Regions from separate parts of the Sus scrofa genome. Here region 1 is linked to region 2. The links are chromatin contacts, called in public HiChIP or PLAC-seq maps. All regions are on one chromosome and are shown on one strand. Each heading gives the region's core, a stretch centred on a gene start, on an enhancer-like site or on the middle of the called end of the contact. The rest is flanking DNA. Distances are from core to core; before and after follow the strand shown. Region 1 has its middle 63 kb from the start of CCDC80. Region 2 overlaps CD200R1 (CD200 receptor 1).

Region 1 (6,761 bases), core at 1,613-4,112, 170 kb before region 2:
CATTCACCCATTAGCTAAGTTCCCCATTTTCTGTTCCTGGCACACCCCAACATCTTCTATGTAGCATGATTATAATTGTAATAAAACAGTCAGTTCCTCTTCATCTGATGTCCACTTCTCTCTTATTTGCTATTATATATTCACTCCCTAGCAAAGTGTCAGACATATAAAATATTTTTTGGATTGATTGAATGAAAGTTTACAGTATAAAGACCAAAGATTCTATAGGAATTTCGTCAGTACCATAGGCTATGAAAGTGGGCTAGGAGCTGCTGTGCTAAACTCTGGTGCATATGTTGATGGGGCAGAGGAGTGAGGTATGGGTATGCCAGGATAAGGAGCAACATTGCATAAACACCCAATGTGGAATCTTGGGGAAGAGACTAAAGAATATGCTGGTCGGACATTAAGGAAATGATCCCATTTACCATTGTATCAAAAGAAAAAATACCCCAAGAAGTAAAACTACTTGAGGAAGCAAAACAGCAGTATTCTGAAAACTGTAAGATGCTGATGAAAGGAATTGAAAATAACACAAACAGATGGAAAGATATACCGTGTTCTTGGATTGGAAGAATCAATATTCTCAAAATGAATATAATATCCAAGGCAACCTACAGATTCAGTGCAATACCTATCAAAATATCAATGGCATTTTTTGCTGAACTAGAGAAAAAAGTTTAAAAATTTTTATGAAAACACCTTGAATAGCCACAGCGATGTTGAGAAAGAAAAATGGAGCTTGAGAAATCAGGGTCCCTGTCTTTGGACTATATTACAAAAATATAGTCATCAAAACAGTATGGCACTGGCACAAACACAGAAGTACACATCAATGGAACAGGATAGAAAGCCCAGAAATAAACCCATGCACATATGGTTGATTCATCTATGAAAAAGGTGGCAAGGATATACAATGAATACAGTCTCTTCATAAGTAAAGATGGGAAAACTGGACAGCTACATGTAAAAGAATGAAATTAAAACATCCTTTATACCATACACAAAAATAACCTCAAAACGAATTAAAGACCTAAAAGTAAGACTGGATAGTATAAAACTCCTAGAGGAAAACATGGGCAGAATATCCTTTGACATAAATAGCAGCAATATCTTTTTGGATCCATCTCCTAGAGTAATGGAAATAAAAGCAAAAGTAAGCAAATGGGACCTTATTAAATTTAAAAGATTTTGCACAGCAAAGGAAACCATAAACAAAACAAAAAGACTTCCTACACAATGGGAAAAAATATTTGCAAATGATGCAACTGAAAAGGGATTCATCTCCAACATATACAAATAGCTCCTACATCTCATATCAAACAAACGAATAAATGACCCAATCAAAAAAAAGTGCTGAAGATCCAAAAAGACATTTTTCCAAAGAAAGCATACAGATGGCCAAAAGTCACATGAAAAGATGCTCAGTATTGCTAATTATTAGAGAAATGCAAATCAAAACTACAGTGAGCTATCACTTCACATCAGTCAGAATGGCCATAATCAAAAAGTCTACAAATATTAAATGCTGGAGAGGAGTATGTGGAGAAAAGTGAACCCTCCTACATTGTTGGAGGAACTGTAAATTGGTACCTCTATGGAGAACAGTGTAAATTCCTTAAAAAACTAAAAATAGAGCTACCGTATGATCCTGCAATCCCACTCCTTGGCATCAATTCAGAGAAAACCGTAATTTGAAAATATGCATGCACCACAATGTTCATAGCAGCACTATGTACAGAAGCTAAGACATAGAGGTGACCTAATTGTCCATTGACAGATGAATGGATAAAGAGGATGGGTGTGTGTGTGTGTGCACGCACATGTACGTGCACAATGGAATACTACTCAGCCATAAAAAAGAATGGAACAATGCCATTTATAACAACATGGATGGACCTAGAGATTATTACGTTAAGTGAAGTAAGACATACAGAGACAAATATGATATTGCTTATATGTGGAAAAAAGATACAGATGAATTTATTTACAAAACAGAAATAGACTCAGACATAGAAACAGACAGACATAGAAACAGAGTTACTTTTTGGGAACAGGGAGAGGGATAAATTAATAGGCTGAAAGTAAAATATACACACTACTATAAATATAAAACCAACAAGGACCTACTATATAGCCCAGGGAACTATATTCAGTATCTTCAATAACTTATAAAAGAATGAGAATGTATGTGTAATTGATAACCTAGTCAATCATTTTGCAGTTGAGGAGAACAGAGGGGGTAAAGGCTTACATGGGCATGTGCTAGTTACTGGCAACTAGAACCCAGACCTCCAGTATCCTTGCCCTGAATCGTATAGTCTCAGGATGAGCTGTGTTTTGGGAAGGAAGGGTAAGGTAACATCCAGGATTTGAGACTGACACTCATGGTGACCTTGGCCACCATTAGGTCAAAGGGACTCAGACTTCCATGCATTTTAAAGAGGAAGTATGTTCTAGCATAGAAGTAAGCAGGCTTGCAGTTCTGCCAGCTCGATATAAAAGAGCATCTAACAGCTCGATGGAACTCAGATCTGGAATCATCATCCTGAAACAAAAGCATAAAGTTACAGGAAAGGGATTTGAAATATTAACTTGTTATTTAAATTGAACTTAACAGAATTGGATCTGTATCAAATAAACATTCAGAGAGTATATTTTTCACCTTCATTTTGAGAATATCAGCAATAACAGATAAAAGTAATACTAGATAAAAAGAGAAGACCTCCCTAGGCCTCCCCATACTTGCACTGCTCCTATATAATTAAAAAAAGTAGAAGATAAGATATAGAAGACAGACTTTGCAAAGAAACAGTTGGGTCATTTTACCACTTCAGTTACATCTTGTGGGATGTTGAGTCACAGATTCTTCTCTTACAAAACATGCAACTGACAGTATGTTTACCACGTATGATCTAATTAAGATGAATATATGTGGAACCACCTAAGTAAAGGTAGATGTAGTGAGTGGCAGTGCACTGAACCAGCTTCTTCTGTTCTGAGGGAATGCAGAGGGCATATTTTATCTTCTATGAAGTAAAAATAGAGTTAAGACTGGGCCATGTGCCTGGCCAGCTCACCCTTGGAGCTTAGCACATCTTGGCTCTTGCTTTACAGAGAAAAGCAAGGAATAATATAATCCTCATAGTCTTCTAGCCACTAAGATCCTCAAACCCATTCTCCATCTGTCAGGGTGCTAATTTGTTTTGAACATTCATTCCTTCTTTCCAGAGAGTCTTCCCAGGGTAGCTCAGCCTTCTTCCAAACTACCCACACAGCCTGACTTCTGTGTTCCTTCAGTTGGAATTCTACTGCAAATGCATTTGGCTGGCTTGTTTCCACTAATTTAGAAGCTGCTTAACAGATATCTGACTCTCATGTATGTTGGTCAGTGGCCTGCAGCACTTTGCTCTGTGAGTGTTCATTAACAGGTGTGGCTGTTCTACAGGATAGGGAGTTCAGCTTCTATAGGATAGGGAGTTATTGTACTCTTTTCAAGCTCTCCTGAAACTATGGCTGAAATACAGACTTTAAGGTAGTGAGAGTTGTGGGGAACAAAGAATAAGAGAAGAAGATTATGCCTTAAAACTTCCTAGGAAACTAATTTACATGATCTATATTTAATCTCTCATATGATTATAACCCATGTAAAATGAGGGCTGGTTGTTCTTGATTTGAAATCAAGTGCAACCAAGACATTTAAACCACATCACTCTGATTCAGAAAGCTTTCAAATATTTACTAGATCTTTGTTTTAATTTCCTTAAAACTTTCTAAAAATCCTTTTGAGGCATTTTTCTTCTCCCCAAGTTTCACATCACCAAGGGTACCTTCCCTCAAATTTTGATAAATAAAATCCTCCGTCTAGTTATGTACTGATAGATTAAAGAACATATTAAAGTTACAAAGAGGATCTATGTGCATTTTCTCACTGTTTAGCTAAAGAACATTTATTGAGCACGTGCTATGTACCAGTAATGGTTTTAAGTTTTGTGGATATAAAAATAAATACAACACAATTCCTGCCTATTGACGATGAAAATAGCAGAGCAGGCAACACAACTGCCTCCATTTTATAGGAAAGAACCTACACTTAGAGATTGAGGGAGGCCATATAGCTGATGACGATGACAGCTGAACTAGACCCAGGACTGTCTAACTTTTGGATCATCACTCTCCAGTTGTCTGCCCAAGAGTTTGTTTTTCACAGATTGAAAAATCATGAGATGTTTGGAAAACAAAACCAAAATGACAACAAAAAATCCTTTTAGTTATGCTCAGTTAGAACTCTTAAACTGGCTTAAAATTAATAGTTACAGCCAAATGGAATTTGACATAGATTTCTATATGGCATCTCCAGCAGTGCTATCCAATAGAACTTTCTGAAAAGATGAAAATGTTTTGTGCTATTTAATACAGTAATCACTAGGTACAGGCAACTACTGAGCCCTTGAAATGTGGAGGAACTGAATTGTTTAATTTATTTTATTTTAATGGATTTAAATTTAAATAGCAAGTTGAGGCTCTATCCTTTGCAGATCATGGCAGTATTGCAGATGATGATGAAATTTTTACATCTTTTACTGGAGGAGAATATCTCCCTAAGTAGCATAGAAATTTAATTTGCTTTAATATTTTCTTGACTCGGAAGTAAAAATGTAGTAGAAACAGAAAAAGACAGATAAAGATGCTGACAGGAGAAGCACAGAAGGATTCAACCTTTCACAAAGCAAAATAAGTGAAAGAAGATGGTGATGGCCATCCCACACGATGATCACTGGTAGGAAAAATATCCTTCTCTGGCGATAGAGAAAATTACACTTGCACTGATGGGAAAAATCAGCTTGGCTTACAGAAATCTATGTCTAAAGGAAATAGCTTGGCTATTTTTATCTATTTAAGCCTATTCATATTACTGAATATTAATAAACCCTGTGGTCTAAAATGAACTGGTTGGATGTGGGAGGGAGGGAATTTATTCTTTTTCTCTTCTTGGTAAGAGACAAGCAAACCTGAAACCTTAACACTTCTGCCTCTATACACCAAGTAAAGATTTCAGTCCCTAAAGATTCAAGTGTTTCCTTGACAGGTGGCAGAATGTTCCTTTTCTATCATTAATTCCCATAATCATCTGATTTGCACCTTGTAGTACCTATGGATTTTTCTAATTAAAAAACTGCTTTTTTAGGAGTTCCCTTCGTGGTGCAGTGGTTAACAAATCCAACTAGGAACCATGAGGTTGCGGGTTCGATCCCTGGCCTCGCTCAGTGGGTTAAGGATCCGGCATTGCCGTGAGCTGTGGTGTAGGTTGCAGACGTGGCTTGGATCCCATGTTGCTGTGGCTCTGGCATAGGCCAGCGGCTACAGCTCGGATTAGACCCCTAGCCTGGGAACCTCCATATACTGGGGAAGCGGCCCCAGAAAAGGCAAAAAGACAAAAAAACAAAAACAAAAAAATTGCTTTTTTCTTATTCATTTTTCATTTCCATACTATAAAGTATCCAAGCTGCTCAGTGTGATAAATTCCACAATTAACTGCACTCCTGAGCTGAGGCTGTCCAGATTTGGTGACGAGGGGCCAGATAACTCAATAAAAAGAGGAACTGTGTAAAAAGAGGAGTTTATAATGGAATCACTGATGGTACTTTTAATTCCAACAGCCCACGTAGATGCCAGAAAGCAGAGGGCATACAGAGGCTAAGACCCATGAAGTTCTCAGGATGCCATAATTTTCTCCCTTAATTAAAAGGGATTACTCTAGAGATACAAGACACAAAGTATAGTAATACAAATGTGGCAGGATATGAATTTTTAACCTGTTTTAATGTGGAAATGTCACTCCCTGTTTTCTGTTTTTCTTTGTTTCTCTGCATTGGAAGGAGTGATTCAACCCATTCTAAAAGAGAGGGAAATTTCTCTTCCCTCCTTCTATTCCCATAATTGTGCACACCCAACAAGGAAAGCAAACATTTCTCCTTCCCAGGAAGTGTCTAATGACTAAGCCTTCCTACCATGGAAAGAGAAACGAATGCTTAGTTGCTAGTGATTTGGGCTCTGTATTTCACAGCTATTAAAGCTTATTGCATGAAAAAAAAGTAAGTAGTATAGGAATTTGGGCTTGATAGAGGGTCTAGGGCTAGAACTCTAGAAAGTACTAAAATATGGGGGCAAAAGGCAAGCAAAAATGGAAGTCACTGGATGAGGAGAATTGTCTGGGAAAGAATGGGGTGGAAAGGGTGGGGAAAGGGGAAAGGCAGACTGATCTTGAAATATAGGATGAGTAATTGGAAAAAAGTACTGAATTTGAGAAGAATGATAGTTCTCTCCATCTACCATCAAGGGTTCACATAAATGATTCATATAAATTATTATGATTCACATAAATTCATCCCCAAATTTGTACCTGGGACCTCAAGTGGAATATTTCTGTACAAACACCACAGTAAGTGGACTTCCCAGTGGAAATAGCAGCCACCATTGGCACAGAACTTTTCTTTGTTATTTGAAGTGACACTGTATGGACCATTTTGCCATGATATCTATCCCAGGACCCTGTAAACCCAAAGAACTCCCTGGATCCTTCATTGAGTCATGGGGAGGAACTTCTCTAACTTTACCTAGGAGGGCTGAATTGTAAAAACTTATATCCCAAGCTGAGACTTTAAACTTTAAGTGGAAACCCTGTAATGTAGTACAGTGGATCACTGATTGCCTCTCTAGTATCCATTTCTTCTATATTCTCCAAATAGATTCCACATATT
Region 2 (6,896 bases), core at 4,306-6,805:
AAATGTTGAAGGGAGGGATAAATTGGGAGGTTGGGATTGACATATACACACCACCATATACAAAATCAATATGTAACAAAGGCCTGCTGTAAACACAGGGAAATCTACTCAATATTCTACAATGGTATATATGGGAAAAGAATCTGAAAGAGAATAGACATGTATATGTATAACTTATTCACTTTGCTGTACACTTGAAGCTACCACAACATTGTAAGTCAACTATACTCCAATAATTCTTTTTAAAAAAAGAGAAACATTTTAGGATAAAATTCAATGCAAAGTTTTTCTGGAGAAATTTTGGATACACTACCCCTCTTATCTACCATTTTCTTTAATAAAATATTGTTTTAAAATAATTTTTGAACACTTACACTAGGAACAGATTTTTGGTAGTTTGCATGCTATTCATTTCAGTGTCTCCATATTGACAGGTATTATCATCCTCATTTTATAGTTAAAAAAATTTAGACTCAGTAATAAAGCAGTTTGGCCAAGCCCACCCAGCTTGTAAGTTTCTCCTATTGCCCAATTTTTCTTGTGCAAGTAGTCCTCACTGCAGTGAGTAAAAACCAAGGGTTGGAGCCTAAGAAATATACTAGGATAAATACATTACCCAAATTAACCCAAGTCAAGAGACTTGGGGAAGCAAGTCTAAGCCATGTTTCTGTAGAAACACTAAGAGACAAAAGTCTGAAAGAGCATATCAAAAGGCAAGTCCAAAGAATCATGATTATAATGGCGTATGGACACAAGCATTATGAATTCTGAAGCTGAATGGGAATAGCTGAGCTAAAGATGAAGATTTGAAACAATTGCCAAAATTCATGTGCCAAACCCATTACTTCCTTACTAGACTGTAAGCTCCAGGGGGGGCAGAGATTTTTAACTACAGTGTTCATTCTGCATCCTTAGAATGCAGAAGAGTGGCTGCACAGCTTTCTGGCTTATGGCTGGCTCAAGCTAGGTTAGAAGTACATAGCTCTCTTAGTCATTTAGAAAGAAGCTTAACATCATTCATGGTAAAAGAAATACAAATCAAAACTATGTAGAAATGCTGTTGCTCACTTATAGCATTGTCAAAATCCAAAAATTTGACAACATATTCTCTTTACAAAGCTGTGAAAAGACAGGAATGCCAATATATGGCCGGCATGTTAAATGTTATAGCTTCAATAATGGAAAATTTGGAGTTCCCATCGTGGCTCAACAGAAACGAATCTAACTAGTATCCATGAGGTGTGTATTCGATCCCTGGCCTCACTCAGCAGGTTAAGGATCCAGAGTTGCTGTGTCTGCGGTGTAGGCTGGCAGCTGTAGCTCTGATTAGACCCCTAGCCTGGGAACTTGTATATGCCATGGGTGTGGCCCTAAATAGCACACACAAAAAAAAAAAAAAAAAAAAGGAAGATTTGACAGTAAATAGCAAAGTTACATATGCATTTTCCTTTTGATCCAACAATATCACTTCTCAGAATCTATCCCAAAGATATGCAGGCAATAAGGCAATAGTGAGAAATATATATACACTAGGCTGATCATTATAATATTGTAATAGTAAGATTTTTAGAAATAACCCAAATAGCCACCCATAGGGAGCTAGTTTTCTAAATTATGGTACATCCACAAAGTGAAGTACAATGAAACTCTTGAAAAGGATGAAGTATTATGGAATGATCTCCAGGACATATTGTTAAGTGAAAGAAGTAAGATAGATAAAAGTGTATATAATATCAAGTTTTGTGACATGCAGCTATAGCAATGCTTACAGAAAAAAATATAGTTTTAAATACTAATTACAAAACAAAACAAAAAAATTAAGATCCACCTAAACAGCTAAAAACAAAAGGAAGAAAATAATAAAAGAGCAGAAATCAACAAAATAGAAAATGAGCAAGATAAAAATTAGCAAAATCAAAAGCTGGTTCTTGGAAAAGTTGTTCGATATTTATAAACCAATAGCCCAGATTTATCAAGAAAAAAGCAGAACATAGGAGTTCCCGTCGTGGCCCAGTGATTAACGAATCTGACTAGGAACCATGAGGTTGCAGGTTCAGTTCCTGGCCTTGCTCAGTGGGTTAAGGATCCGGTGTTGCCTTGAGCTGTGGTGTAGGTTGCAGACGTGGCTCGGATCCCGTGTTGCTGTGTCTCTGGCATAGGCCGGTGGCTACAGCTCCAATTCGCCCCCTAGCCTGGGAACCTCCATATGCCAAGGGAGCGGCCCTAGAAAAGGCAAAAAGACAAAAAAGAAAAAAACATAAACATCTAATATCAGGAAAGAAGGAACATTAACATAGATACTATATTTATGAAAATAGTAAGCAAGTATTAACTACTTTATGCTAACCAAAATTAAATAACAGATAAAATGGAGAAATTCACTGGAGGTAAAGATTTCAAACTTTGTTTGGAATTAAACTGATAATCTGAAAAACCTAATGTTTATTAAAGAAATTAAATTTGTTGATAAAAATCTTCCCACTGGAGTTTCTATCGTGGCTCAGTGGTAACGAACCTGACTAGTATCCATGAGGATGCAGGTTCAATCCCTGGCCTCACTCAGTGGGTTAAGGATCCAGCGTTGCCATGAGCTGTGGCGTAGTTTACAGACATAGCTTGGATCCTGTGTTGTTGCTGTGGTTGTGACCTAGACTGATAACTGCAGCTCCAATTCAACTCTAGCCTGGGAACTTCCATATGCTGTGGGTGTGGCCCTTAAAAAAAAAAAAAGAAAGAAAGAAAAATCTTCCCACCAAGTTGGCAACACTGTCAAATATTTCCCCCCTAGGGCTGCAGGCGTGGCATATGGAAGTTCCCAGGCTAGGGGTTGAATCAGAGCTACAGCTGCCAGCCTATGTCACACCCACAGCAATGCCAGATCTGAGCTGCATCTGTGTTGCATTTGTGACCTATACCACAGCTCGTGGCAATGCCACATCCTCAACCCACTGAATGAGGCCAGGGATCAAACCTGCATCCCCATGGGTACTAATCAGATTCATTTCTGCTGTGCCACAAGGCGAACTCCCTACAGTGTCAAATTTAATCAAGCATTTCATAAAGTAATATCAGATCTACACAAACATTCCTTCAGAAAATAGACAAGGAGGAAACATTTCTGTACTCATTTTACAAGGGTAGAATTAACTATACCCAAACCAGGTGAGCGCATTACAAATAAGAACAAGACCAGCAGACTTATTTAACATAAAAATTTTCAAAAAATATTAGCAAATCAAATCTAGCGTTTTTAATACAACATGATCATGTAGGGTTTTTCTCAGGAATGCAGTTTGAATACTCAAAAATCAATGAAATTGACCACATTAATAGAATAAGGGGGAAAACATGATTATTTTAGCAGATTTAGAAAAAGCATTTGACAAAACTCAGCACTCATTCATTATTTTTAAAACTCTAGGAATAGAAGTTAATCTCTTCAAACCCTTAAAGAGCATTGAAGAAAATATGACAGCTAACATCATACTTAATGAAATATTTCCCCTCTAAAATTAAGAACGGAGCAAGAATTTCTGCTCTTAGTACTTCTTTTCAATTTGTAATCCAGGTTCTAGTGATTGCAGTAAGGCAAGGGGAAAAGAGACGTACAGATCAGAAACAAAAACATAAAACTGTCTTTAATTGCAGAAGGCATGATGGTTAGAGATCTACAAAACCACTCCTAGAATTAATTGAATTTAGCAAGGTCATGGTATAAAAACACTAATTATATTTTTAAATAATTGTATTTTATATATAGCAGTGCATAATTAAAAAATAAAAATTTTTAATTAATTCTATTTATAATAATGCAAAAAACTATTGAATAAATTTAACAAAAGATGCACAAGTCTTGTACACTGAAAACCACAAGATATCACTGAGATAAATTAAAGAATACCTGTATAGATGAAGATAAGTATCTTGTTCTTGGATGGAAATATTCAATTGTTAAGAGGTCAGTTCTCCTCAAATTGGTCCACAGTTTCTACATGGTCTTAATTAAAAGCTTGTAGTATTTTCTGTGAAAACTGAGAAGCTAGTTCTGAAATTTATATAGAAATAAAGAACCTAGACTAGTCAAAGCAATGTTTAATAATGAGTAAGACTGGAAGATTTATACCATCTAATTTTAAACTTCATTCTGAAGCTACAGTAATCAAGGCAGTCTGGCATTGGCTAAAGAATAGGCACACCTTTGTTGATTATCAATAAACTATAAATGTGTGAGTCCATTTCTAGACCCTATTCTGCTCTATTGAAGTATGTCCCTAATGATGAAATAAAATTTGATAAAGTGGACATTATCAAAATTTTAAAATTTTGCTCTTTGAAAAATATCACTAATAAAATGAAAGGTAAACCACAGATTAGAATAAAATATTTGCAATATGTGTATTTAACAAAAAATTGCTATGTAGACTATGTGAAGAACTTTTACAATTCAGTAATTTTAAAAATCAATTTTAAAAACAGGCACATGACTAGAACAGACACTTCACCAAAAAAAGAAAATTCAAACTTCTAATAAATACACAAAAATTTGTTCCACATTAGTAATCATAGAGGAACTACTGATTTAAATCACTGAAAGATAATGATTACACACCTATAAGTATGGCCAAAGTTAAAAAGATTGATAATGTGTAATTGGCAAGAGTGTGAAGCCATTGGAACTCTCATACATTACCAATGGGAATGTAAAAGAGCATAACTACACTAGAAAATTCCTGCATTTTTTTTTCAAAAGTCAAACACATGCCCACATATAACCTCACCATTCCAATCCTAGGTATTGACCCAAGAGAAATAAAAACCTATGTCCACACAAAGATTTGAGCATGAATGTTCGTAGCAGGTTTATTCACAATGATCAAAGACTAGAAACAACCCAAATGCCAATCAACAGATAGACAAGTTATCCCTATGATGGAAAAGTATTCATCAATGAAAAGGAACACACACAACATGGATGAATCTCAAAATCATTCCCTTGAGTGAAATAAGGCAGACAAAAAAGAGTACATAGTACACACTACACAAAGTACTACTACTAATATAAAATGCTGACTCATCTATGGTAACAAATAGCAGACCAGTGGTTGCTTACAGATGATGGGAATGAAGGCAAGAATAGACTACAAATATACATGGAGGAATATTTGAAGAATAGTGGAAATGTTTTGTATCTTGTTTGTGACGATAATCACAGGTACATAATACAACTGTCAAACCTCATCAAATTGTACCTTTTAAATGGACACAGTTAACTGTACATAAATTATTCCTCGATTTAATTAAAAATACCAGAAACATCAGGTTTCAGCATACATAATATTAAAACATGCATCTACACAAATAAACACAAGATAAAACACAAATGAAAAGCCCTTGACGCTGAAGATAATTTTTTAAAAAACCTTTTCCATGTAAGTCAAAATCATCAGTAGGAGTAAGATTGTCTTGTGATTTGACTACAAATGAAACCTCTTAGTCACTTTGAACACTCGCTTTGAGTTTCCCTTCCCAAGTTGTCATTGTCATATGCCTGAGCAAGTATATACCACCCACACAGTGGACACTGTACAGACATGACTGTGCAAACCTATACTCAAAGGCTTCCTCCAGTGAGTGAAAAAAGGCTCTCAGAAACAGCACATGGTTTTCTGCTGCTGTTAAAACAGTTTTTATGTATTGTAAAATCCTGAGCTCTACTGACTAAAAATGTTAGAGGTAAGCATTTCTGATATTTAACCATTCCCAGGATAAAAAAAGAAAAAACCCGATTCAGTAACTATTATTAACCAAAATAGAACATGGATTACACCATTACTTAAATAGTTAATGTAGTTGCTTAGATAATTATTTCTAATGTATGAAGATGGGAAACAAAAAGTTAAAGATTTCCCGCTCTTTCATTTATCTACATGGTTTTGGGAGAATACAAACAAAGCAGTAAGGTATTTCATAAAATGAATTTTAAGCTAAAAGAATCCTAAAATTGAAGCAAAACCGTAGACTAAAATATTTGGCTATGTTCCAAAAAGATGACTATACAGTTGTAAAAGAGAACAATGCAGAATAGTTTTATTTTTACATTTCTTTTGATATTTTTCTCTAGGACTTGAGGCTTCTATGCTAGTATTGAACTAATTAGAAGTTATTCTTATTGCTTATTATGGACTTTACATCTTTACTTTTCATCTTCATAGTTTTTAACATTTAATGAACTTCCTACTTTAACATAAACACAACACAGTATACATTGAAATACATTGAATATGTTTTAACACATTGAAATCTGCGAGAATATTCTGATATTTTACATAAAGAAAACCAAATAATATAATTATTTCATTCTTCATTTGGTGTTTCAAGCTTTCAAACGTCAAAACCCTGCAAGTTATTATGAGTACGGATCTAAACCATTTTGGATTAGGCAATGAAGCAATAAAATAACTCTGTGCCATTGTGTTTATTTTAAATGGAAACTTTAATCTTTAAGAGAGATATGCTGCTTCATTTTTACTGGGTTTAAAACCTCAGCGTGTAATGTTCTTAGGATACCATTCACGAGTTATCCCTTACTTATTAAATGAATCTTTCCACAGAAAAGAAAATCATGGACTTGGAGAATAGACTTGTGGTTGCCAAGGGGTCGGGGGGTAGAGTGGGATGGCTGGGGTGCTTGGGGTTAATAGATGTAGGCTATTGCCTTTGGAATGAGTTAGCAATGAGATCCTGCTGTGTAGCTCTGGGAACTATGTCTGGTCACTTATGATGGAGCATGATAATGTGTGAAGAAAGAATGTACACATGTATGTGTAACTGGGTCACCATGCAGTACAGTAGAAAATCAACAGAACACTATAAACCAGCTATAATGGAGAAAAAAA

The links. HiChIP or PLAC-seq counts read pairs in DNA pulled down with a chosen protein or histone mark.
Region 1: an H3K27ac HiChIP or PLAC-seq map of alveolar macrophages shows a contact between it and region 2. The contact joins two enhancer-like sites.

What each region holds. Positions count from the first base shown.
Region 1 is chr13:147,136,797-147,143,557 of Sscrofa11.1, reverse strand. No RefSeq gene overlaps it. Among named protein-coding and RNA genes, the nearest start is that of CCDC80, 63 kb to the left of the region's middle. Within about 2 kb of position 2,862, at least 5 of the 83 cell types and tissues checked have an H3K27ac peak or open chromatin away from gene starts, as enhancers often do. A contact at or near this core is called in alveolar macrophages, where this site is marked.
Region 2 is chr13:146,968,045-146,974,940 of Sscrofa11.1, reverse strand. All of the region lies in intron 1 of CD200R1 (CD200 receptor 1), which reads right to left. Among named protein-coding and RNA genes, the nearest start is that of CD200R1, 18 kb to the right of the region's middle. Within about 2 kb of position 5,555, at least 4 of the 83 cell types and tissues checked have an H3K27ac peak or open chromatin away from gene starts, as enhancers often do. A contact at or near this core is called in alveolar macrophages, where this site is marked.